Regions from separate parts of the Pan troglodytes genome. Here all the other regions are linked to region 1. A link is a contact called in public HiChIP or PLAC-seq data. All regions are on one chromosome and are shown on one strand. Each heading gives the region's core, a stretch centred on a gene start, on an enhancer-like site or on the middle of the called end of the contact. The rest is flanking DNA. Distances are from core to core; before and after follow the strand shown. Region 1 holds the start of AHSG (alpha 2-HS glycoprotein). Region 2 holds the start of RFC4 (replication factor C subunit 4). Region 3 holds the start of EIF4A2 (eukaryotic translation initiation factor 4A2).

Evidence for each region. HiChIP or PLAC-seq counts read pairs in DNA pulled down with a chosen protein or histone mark.
Region 2: an H3K4me3 HiChIP or PLAC-seq map of stem cell-derived excitatory neurons shows a contact between it and region 1, with 4 times the contacts expected there. The contact joins the promoter of RFC4 here to the promoter of AHSG in region 1. A contact is called at or near these places in 2 of 7 Hi-C or Micro-C datasets (blood and stem cell-derived neural progenitor cells), 1 of 1 datasets of contacts at active chromatin or transcription factors (stem cell-derived excitatory neurons) and 1 of 1 other capture datasets (stem cell-derived neural stem cells).
Region 3: a contact with region 1 is called in an H3K4me3 HiChIP or PLAC-seq map of stem cell-derived excitatory neurons, with 7 times the contacts expected there. The contact joins the promoter of EIF4A2 here to the promoter of AHSG in region 1. A contact is called at or near these places in 1 of 1 datasets of contacts at active chromatin or transcription factors (stem cell-derived excitatory neurons) and 1 of 1 other capture datasets (stem cell-derived neural stem cells).

The regions. Positions count from the first base shown.
Region 1 is chr2:189,792,913-189,796,116 of NHGRI_mPanTro3-v2.0_pri, reverse strand. AHSG (alpha 2-HS glycoprotein) reads right to left here and starts at 1,597. Exons shown (of 7, transcript NM_001009098.1): 1 at 1,385-1,597. The coding sequence starts at 1,597. All of the region lies in intron 2 of LOC107970865 (a long non-coding RNA gene), which reads left to right.
Region 2 is chr2:189,990,680-189,993,883 of NHGRI_mPanTro3-v2.0_pri, reverse strand. It overlaps RFC4 (replication factor C subunit 4), which reads left to right and starts at 1,450. Exons shown (of 11, transcript XM_003310161.6): 1 at 1,450-1,795.
Region 3 is chr2:189,967,690-189,970,893 of NHGRI_mPanTro3-v2.0_pri, reverse strand. EIF4A2 (eukaryotic translation initiation factor 4A2) reads right to left here and starts at 1,691. Exons shown (of 11, transcript NM_001246518.2): 1 at 1,630-1,691; 2 at 793-838; 3 at 574-706; 4 at 165-304. The coding sequence starts at 1,658. LOC112208879 (small nucleolar RNA SNORD2) reads right to left here and starts at 474; the gene lies at 406-474.

The DNA.
Region 1 (3,204 bases), core at 348-2,847:
GAAAGCGTTCACAGCTCTGGCGAACAGGAACCGGGTACACCTGGGTTTCTCAAGGAAACCAACTCTGAAGCTCTGCCTTTAGTAAAAGTCACAATGCCCATTCATGATTACCTTTTCCCTCAGATGTGCGTGTTGCGTGTTCATTTCCCGTGACTTGATCAGCGTTTCCTCCTAACCACCATTGTGCTTTAATATGGCTGCAGCACTCTTAAAATCCATCCGGAGCAATCCTGATTTCAAATATGTTGTCTCTTTGTGAGACGGATGGCAGTCGTCAGTCGGTCCAGGCTTCCTGTTGTTGACCTTATTTTCCAACCTAGGTTGTAAGCTCTTGTGGGCACATATTATGCCTTTTTCACCACCGTATTAGGTTGAACCATTAAAACGGCCAATATTTGGTTGCTTTTGATATAGAAAAATGGCAGTTTTATATGGTTCATCCTAATATCTCTGGTTCTTGTCCAAGGAAGGCTTGTAATACATATTTGCTGAAAGAATTGTCCTTAATCAGAAATAAATCTAATTTCAAAACAGGCAGTAGACAGACAGCTTCTTTCCACCTCTCCAAATCTCTTGACTGATCCCCGAGGCATATTTCCAGCTTGATTTTTCTTGTCACTGGCTTCAAGCTGCGTTGGTTTCCTGTCTAGTGTGTGAGGAGGTGAATTGTGTTTATGCCAAGACTTCTCTCTGGGATGTGGGTAACTCTCTTTGGGAGGCAGTTTGTGTAGAAGAAGGAACACAGATATGGAATCAAATCCCAGCCTGAAGACTTAGTAATTATATGATTTTGGACCAAAACAAAACAAAACAAAACAAAAACAAAACAACCGCACACACACACACAACAGAGTCTTGGTCTCCTCTTGGGTAAGACGAGAACAATATATGTATCACACAGCACCAGGAGGCAGGACCGGGAAAGAGTAAATGAGATAATCTATGTGAATGGGCCTGGCATATAGTAGGCATCTGCCAGATGCTAGTTTTATTCATTCTCAGTCTTTGTTAGAGAGAAACCAAACCAAAGACAGATACGTGATTTTCAGCCAGTGGTAACTTGGCAACTAGGAGCTGGTCTCTTGGGTCCTAGTTTTTCCAGCAAGTTACACTTTCCGTCTGTGATCTGCAAACTACCATTTGAAGCACTTTTTCTTCCGCACACCACCCCACACCCCACCCAGCTCCCTCCTGACACCCATGACTGCCGTACAGAATGTCTCCTCTCTTGCCCTCTGCCTGCCCCTTCCCTCACTCCTGGGAAGAAATCAGAGAATTTACTCCTCTGTGGTTTCATTTGCACTGGGTGATGGTGATTTTTTGAGGCACCTGACTGAGCTCCACGTACACATTATTTCAGCTCATACACAGCAGGTCCACTTACCCGAGGCCACACCTTTACTTCATCAATCTGGTTCAAGGTGTGTTTGTATCCCCAAGGATGGTTTTGATTGATGTAGTCTATAGCCACCAGAGCTGCTTCCTCAGTTTCTGGATCATCGCAGTTCGGTTGTCTATAAATCAGCCCTAGGCCACGTGGGGCTGAGTGGCAGCCCCAGAGCTGAGCAAGACAAAGGAGCAGGACGAGGGACTTCATGGCTGCCCCAGAGAGGCCCTGGCAGGCGTGCAGGTGGTTGGAGGCTTCGGGACCAACCCAGGTGCTCTGCTGGGAAAGGTAGACCCATGGAGGGTGGTGGGCTTTATTTATCTGTTGGAGCCTGCCGGAAGAATTGCATAAGGATACAGGATGATTTCTGCTTTGGTTCAAAAGAAAAAAAAAACACCCTGCAAACATCAGCCTTGGAAAAGCAAACAGGTTAGGACATCGCTGGTCCCCAAGAAATCTGCCAAAGTCCATGCTGCTGTGGGGGAGATGCTCCAAAGTCTGCTTGGAACATGGTAATAGCAGCAAAGAGAAGACAGCTGAGGGAATGAGGTGCACACAGTGAGCCTCAGAGTGCCATGGGTTTGGCAGCAGAGGAAACGTCTTCTACTGTGATGTGAGCATGCCATGGGGTCTGTGAGAGGGAAGGGAGGATACTCAGCAATTTGATAAAATTCTCCAATGTCAGGGGGAGTTAGCTTTCCAAGAGGAGTCCTACAGGGAGAACAAGGCCCACAGATATAGCAAAGGTACAGATGTGTATAGGAGATGCCAAGATTTTGGGGGAAGATTCTTGGAGAAAAGAAGAAAGGATGAGAGATGTTTCTGCCTAAAGTGGGGAATGGAGGTGGAAGAAGGGGGTTCCCGTGGCAGGACCACGGTGGGAAATGACTAGCAAAACGTGTGGGGTTCCCTGCCCCTTCTCTTCCTTCTCCAGACCTCACTGCCAGGGCCCTGCATGTGACAGCACAGATGGGCACTGACCAGAGTCTCCTAGCACTAGTAACCTAGTGCCCCTGCCAGTGCACAAGGGCAGCAGAGGGGAGTCCTGATCTAACAGCTGCTCATTTGACATAGCTCTGGGTTTGAGTCTGACACTGCAGGCTGAGATGCTGCACGAGCAGCTATGGACACAAATACCCCTTGAACATTCTTTGCAGACTCAGCAGAATTACAGTGTGTCTTTCTGGCCAGAACAGAGGGCCAGTGTTGACTCCAGGCACTGCCAGTTAAGTGACCCTTGACAATTCCAACTGTGACATCCAAGGAGGGTTGGCAGGATAAAGAGAGGCTTGGGAAATATCACACAAGGACCTGGTTTGGTTTAGTCTGAAGCAAAGAAGCCCTCTCATGGAGACCAACATGGTCTTCAAATATTTAGAGGCCATCATTGTGTGTGGGTGAATTTGTTCTAATGTTTGATATTGCTTCAGAGAAAAAAAACTGGTTAAAAAAAAAAAGAAAGAAGAGGGGCCCCTCCAAAGGGAAGCTTAATATTGATTTTCTAGGGGGAGGATCAGGGTGAGGGAGGTGAAGTGAGTGGTGATGGGGCAGAGAAGGTAGTTGGCAGGACTGTTTTCACATTTACTCCCAGCTGCTCACACACCACACCGAATCTTAATGACAGAAGCTCAGAAGGTGTGGCCAGGACTCCAGGTTCTCTCCAAGAGGGGGAACATGTTTCTTCCAGATGCAAAACAAACTCTGGTCATCCAGCAAGATGATCCTCAAAGCCAGGGGCAATCTTCCATCACCTTATACTCCATTTCACTCAGGGCCCTGACTCCTGAACTGTGTGTGGAAGCTATGCTTTTCTTTAT
Region 2 (3,204 bases), core at 201-2,700, 200 kb before region 1:
TTATAAGCCACCCAATCTATGGTATTTTGCTATAGCAGCCAAAATGGACAAAGACCACTTATCCATCAGCTTGTCTGTTTTTTTTTTGTTTGTTTTTGAGATGGAGTCTCGCTCTGTCACCAGGCTGGAATGCAATGGCACGATCTCAGCTCACTGCAACCTCCACCTACCATGTTCAAGCGATTCTCCTGCCTCAGCCTCCCATGTAGCTGGGATTACAGGCACTCGCCATCATACCTGGCTAATTTTTGTATTTTTGTAGAGATGGAGTTTAACCATGTTGGCCAGGCTGGTCTTGAACTCCTGACCTCAGGTGATCCGCCCACCTCAGCCTCCCAAAGTGCTGTGATTACAGGCATGAGCCACCGTGCCCAGCCCAACTTGTCTGTTAAATGAGATCATAACATCCCCCTCTCTGTGGTTGTGCTGTTCCTTCAGGTAGCAAATGGATACCATCTATTTTCATAGATCTTGTTTTATCAACTGTATTGTGGTATAATTTACATACAATAAAATATACAAGCATTAAGTATACAGTTTGATAAGTTATGGTAATGTAAACCGGTGACCAGATAGATAACCTGTGTGTTTTTTATACTGTCCAGAGATTGTATCAGACCCTGTGGAAATTACAAAGTAGCATAAGCATCCTTACTTTGGTTAAACCCTTGATTAGGTTAGGCCTGGGATGTAAGTTCTCACAGCCCCCTACTTCCTCTGCATAACCACACATCACATTGTCTGTCACTCTCCTAGTCTGTAAAGCTACTTGAGGGCATCTTCGAGCGTTTTCCCTGCTGTATCTGCAGGCATCTAGCACAGTGCGTGGACATTCCGTAAGCATTTGTTGCAAGATAAATGAAAAAAACGTACAAAGTTAACAATGGATATCATGCTGAGTTTGTGCCAAACAAAACAGTCATTTGAAAAGACCCGGAACAACCCTATGGGTTAGTAATTAGTAAAGACCAGTAGAGAAGGTGGCCTTTGAGAAGGGTCAGGTTTCAATAGGATTAAGGAGCATTTCAGAGCTAAACCAAGTACTTGGAAGAGATAAAAGCAGTGGGCTCAGACACCAGCCTAGAACCCACTGTGCATGAACCTTGGTGGGGCTAAACATGATTATCAGTCCTTTAACTTTTATTGAACGCCTTCACTTCCAGATTTCTAAGTGGGGCTCAGGAATTATAATAGATGTCCACAGCTGCATGGTCTTCTCTCTCCACAACACGCAGACACTATTAGAAGTAAAAGCCACGTGTCCTCAAAAGGGCAAGGCAAGGCATCTTCAGATGTCTCTGCCCTTAAAGCACATGCGTTCTGCTCTGCGACGAAGCAGGACAAGGAGGACAGGGACCTGCACCTCCGGAGGCCCGCACCTACGAAGATAGCGGGCTCGGGACCTTCGGTGGACCGGCAGGGTTCCAGAGGCCCGCGCGCCGCCGCCCCGCCCTCATTGCTGAGCCTGCCAGGTAAGCGGCCCCAGCGCCGTGCCCGCGCGACCTCTACTCCTTCCGGGAGGGTCGCGCTCACGTCTGAAGTGGGAGCAATGCACCGGGACAGGGACACCTCCTAGACCATGCCTGTTCCAGTCCAGTTCTGCCTGAAAGTCCGGCTGGCTCATCACCTGCTTAAATAAAACCGTATACGCGCAAACTCCCTCCGCAAGCAGCGCGCCCCAGGACCGGAAGTGACGCGTTACGTGCCCGCGTATTCCTACCGGCGTATTCCCGCCCTGCTTTTCGCCCGCCGTTCCGTGGCGGGAACTGAGGCGACTGTGGGGACATCAGTGATCGTAAGTCTCCTGGGCCCGTTATTCTCAGATTAGGTGACGGAGCTAAGACTTCGAGACCATCTCGTCCTTTTTGTATCGAGGAAACCTGAGGAACGAGCCGGCGGCGGTGACCTGCACGAGAAGCCAGGCTAACTGGTAACCTGCTGGAGGAACTGCAAGCCCGCTTCGCCTTCCCCACTCCTGCCCTTGATGCCCTTGTGAGGTCTTCCACCTCCTTCGGGGCCCCAGCCTAGTGGCCCTTTCATGCCCTGGCCGCGCCCTTTGGTGAAATGGTGGTTCCGGACAGCATCTTGCAGACCCCGGCTTTGGGCTGTATTAATGTTTAACAGCCCGAGGCAGGGATGGACTAATCCAGTAACGTTATAAAAACCTTGGCTGCTAACAGATATTAAAAATTTATTTTATTGAGCATATCCCCATATGCCAAGCAAGGAACTATGTATTTGCATACATTCTTTTATTTAACTCAGTTGTCCTGTGGAATAGGCCTTAGCTCCTTTAACAGAAAAGGAAACCGGGTATCATAGATGGTAATTCATTCACCAAATATTACGGAGCATCTACCATGTACCAGGCACTGTTCTAGGCACCAGGGCATGTAGCAGTGAAAAAAATAGAATTAACCGGGGACTTTTCAGGCGAGCTAATGATGCTTTTTATCCCTGAAAACAGCCTGGAAGAATGTTTACCTGCATGTTAGAAATAGTTACCTTCTGGGTGGGATTTTGTATTACTTTTTTAAATCTCTCATGCTTTTATGCATTGTTTTGATTTCTTCAAGTGAGTGTGTTATGAGAAAAACAGCTGTTTCTATTTTAACAACAGAGTCCCCCACCTTCCCTTCCCCACAGAAAGTCTCTGAAGGTAGGTAAGCATTGACTCTGCCATTAAAATAGGTCCCTGGCCAGGCGCGATGGCTCACACCTGTAATCCCAGCACTTTGGGAGGCCAGGGCAGGAGGATTACTTGAGCCCAGGAGTTCCAGACCAGCCTGGGCAACATGGTGAAACCCTGTCTCTACCAAAAATTAAAAAAATTAGCCGGGGGTGGTGGCACGCACCTGTAGTCCTAGCTACTGGGGAGGCTGAAGTGGGAAGATGACAGGAGCCTGGGATGTCAAGGCTGCAGTGAACCATGATTGCGCCACTGCACTCCATCCTAGGCAAAAGAGTGAGACCCTGTCTCAAAAACAACAACAACAAAAAAAGGTCTTTGAGTTCTGACCCAAGGAAAGGAGTGAAGGTTCTCATTTGTGGTGCAAGCAGAGCACCTTTAATTGCCGAAGAGTCCATTTCAGGGTCTGAGCTAGAGCTAGGCCCATGACTGTGAAAGAAACCATGGAGGCCCATGTGGTTTGGTCATTAGCAACATCATATTTATCAATGCATTTGGAACTCATTAAACATTTT
Region 3 (3,204 bases), core at 442-2,941, 170 kb before region 1:
CCCAGTTCTTTTAAAACTTTCAACAAAAACTCCCTGCATGCATGGACAATTAAAAGGAGGGATCTGGTAGGACCAATTTATACTAAGTTTTAAATTCTTCACAGTTGTGAAACCTGAAACCTATGCAACACGCAAGCAGTTTTTTTGAACTACACTATCAATACCTGTTGAGCCAGTTCTCTGGTGGGGGCCAATACTAGTGCTTGGGTCTCCTTGAACTCAATCTCCAACTGTTGCAGGATGGAAATAGCAAATGTGGCTGTCTTGCCAGTACCTGACTGAGCTTGAGCAATCACATCATACCCTAAAAAAAGTAGGATACACATTTACCGATCCCACATCAAATTGTCACTTCTACTTCACACCATGTATTCCATTTGGAACATTAATTATGCCCAAATAATCAAGTGATCAGCAATGAGTATTCTCTTCATTTCAGGTCAGTCCCGAAAGATGATTGCCATCATTTCACTTTAAGGAATACAAACAGGTGCTAGTCCCCCAGAGGTTACTTTCCCTTTTATGGTTCATGTCTATGTAGAACAATTTCCTAAAAATGCCAGTTTCTTTTACCTTTAATACAGGGAATAATAGCTCTCTGCTGAATAGCGGAAGGCTTCTCAAAACCGTAAGCATAGATGCCACGAAGGAGAGACTCCTTTAAATTCATATCATCAAAGTTATCAACAATCTCATTCCAGTTGCTCTGTAAGTTAGAAAAAATAATGCACGCATAAATGAGATGAACACACTCACCTTTCCAAAGCTTCAAGATCCACAACCGTTTCTTACCTCGATGACACCATCGGGGTCCATTCCCTCTGGGCCGCCATGTTCTCTGCTGACAAGAATACTGCAGTCAGACACCCCTTCCAAGCCACCTCAACTGCACCTTAAGCGGACAGCCCTTTGCAACCCGTCTCAGCACGTTACCCTCCCCTGCACAAGCTAAAGCAGCAGCCGCAGGGCGAATATCACACTGTGCGCCTTCCCTAAAGGTTGGGGCCTGCGGATGCCCGGAAAGGCAGCCCCCCGGGCCCGAGCGCATGGCGATCCCGTTTCAACTGCGGAGCGTCTCGCGAGAGCTCGGAGCGCCGAACTCCGCCCCCAACAATGCGCAAGCCGGGTGATTGACGCGGGCGGAGCGGCCTGGCGAGGGCGATGCCAACGGTTCACCGGCACCGGTCCTGTCCCGTCGCCTCCGCGCCGTGGCCGAGTGGAGACCGCTGCCTCCAACCGTTCCCCAAGTAAAGCCTAGGACCCTCCCCCAACTCGTGTGGATGACCCAAAATAAAGCTTCGGGTCCTGGTTACACTGTACCGAACTCGGACTGCGCCACGGCTTTTTACTGCATGTTTCCCGTGCTCTACACTGGGAAGGGAAGCAGCCGAAGTTTCGTAATCTCTTAGGGAGGAAAAACGCCCTTTAGCCACTGCTTTCGCACCATCGTCCTATCTCCCCACAATCCGGGCCCTACCCATCATGGAAGCTTCTGGAAGAGCACAGGAGTGCTGTACCCTAAGAAAACGTCCATTAATTTAGAGTTTTTGCCTCCGTGCCATCCACTATCATCTCCCCTGGCGCCCTATGACCTTCACTACAGACCGCGACCGCCGACAGACTGCATACCTGTTATAATCCGCGGAGCCACCAGACATGATCCGAAAAACCACTCGGCGCCCGACTGAAAAGACAGCAGCGCCCAGCCACCCGTTTTTTATAGGCTCGTGGCCGGAACCCGTTTCTTGCGGAGGAATTTTCTCGCCGTGCTTCGGTCAGCTACAAAATTGTGATCCTGGGGTCGTTACCTCGGATAAAATCCTAAGCAAGTTGGTAGAAAAATCCAAATGTGGTAATTTCTCGATATTACAGGTCGCTGGAAATCCTAGGGCCCGGGGTTGGGTTTGGACTCTTTACCTCGCGGCGGAAGAATATCGCTGCGGAGTTAGTTAAACCTCGCTTTCCCCGCCCGCCCTGCTCCTACGGGGTTTCCGCGTCCCTGACGCAGAGGCGGGCCGGGGGAGCCGCGCCGGAGCCGGAGGCGGAAACCGGAGATGCTGTTCGTCGGGCGGCCGGGGCTTCCCGCGGGTGACAGGTCCCGGCTCGCGGCTCGCTGCCGGCACTCAGGTGCGGGAGGGGAACTCGGTTATTCCGCTTGCTCCCACCGCTGTTTAATTCGACAATGAAGACCTGCCTGGCATTTAGCCCGACCGTTAACATCCATTGAGATCTTGGAAACGTAAAATTCCTGCTAGGGAAAATGTCGGCCACCCAGCGAGTCCCGGAAAGTCCGGTTTACCGGTACATTTTGCAGCGCGAGAAGAAAAAATGGAGTGTCATTTGCAGATGTCTCTGGAGTGGCCAATTCTATTCTCATATCATTTCCGGTCTCTCGCTTTCTTTTTAAGAGTGTTACTGATTTTAACCTAACAGGTGTGAGGAATGCCTGAAAAAATCATAAACTTTTGCAAATGGATAGAAACTAAGCAGTAATTTTCCTTGGAACGCACGAATTTAAATGGACGCTTTGGCAGATACAGCTCTGTGCCGCTTTGGGACTAAATCGGTTTTGATTCCGTCTATATTGGTCATTTTTTAAAGGCTGTAGACTTTGCCGATATATAGTGAAATGTTGATTTATTGAAATTCAGAGCAATAATATCCTTGCTGCGTAAACTGCACGGGTCTTTAAGCTCCAGACGTTTTCAATTAGCCCCATCTCAGGTCCCTCGACAAAAACAAAAAACAATATATGTAGTCATTTAACTTTAAATTACAACCCTACCCATGGTGCAAAATATCATCGAGACTATCAGGGTAACATTTTCTCATATTTCAGAAGGCCAACTTAAAGAATCATTACTGGGAAAGCTGACTCAATTTTCTATATTATAGAAGATATTCGGTTCTAAATACTACTTTTTTAATACAAAAATTATTTATTTATTTGAAAATTCTTATCGTGCCAGGAACTAGGACAAAGATTAAGAATACCAAGATGGCAAAGTGGGCCAGGCCCTCAGTCCAGTGGTACTGCTCCTCATTCATCCCTCTGTAATGTTCGAAATCCAGATTTGAGGTGATGCCAGATATTTTCTGAGAATGATGGTCGTCAGAGATCCTTGTTGTCTCATCCAAAATCTACTAAAAATATCCTGAGATCTAAGAAATTGAAAAAATACTAAATCGAAAAAGTGACCAACC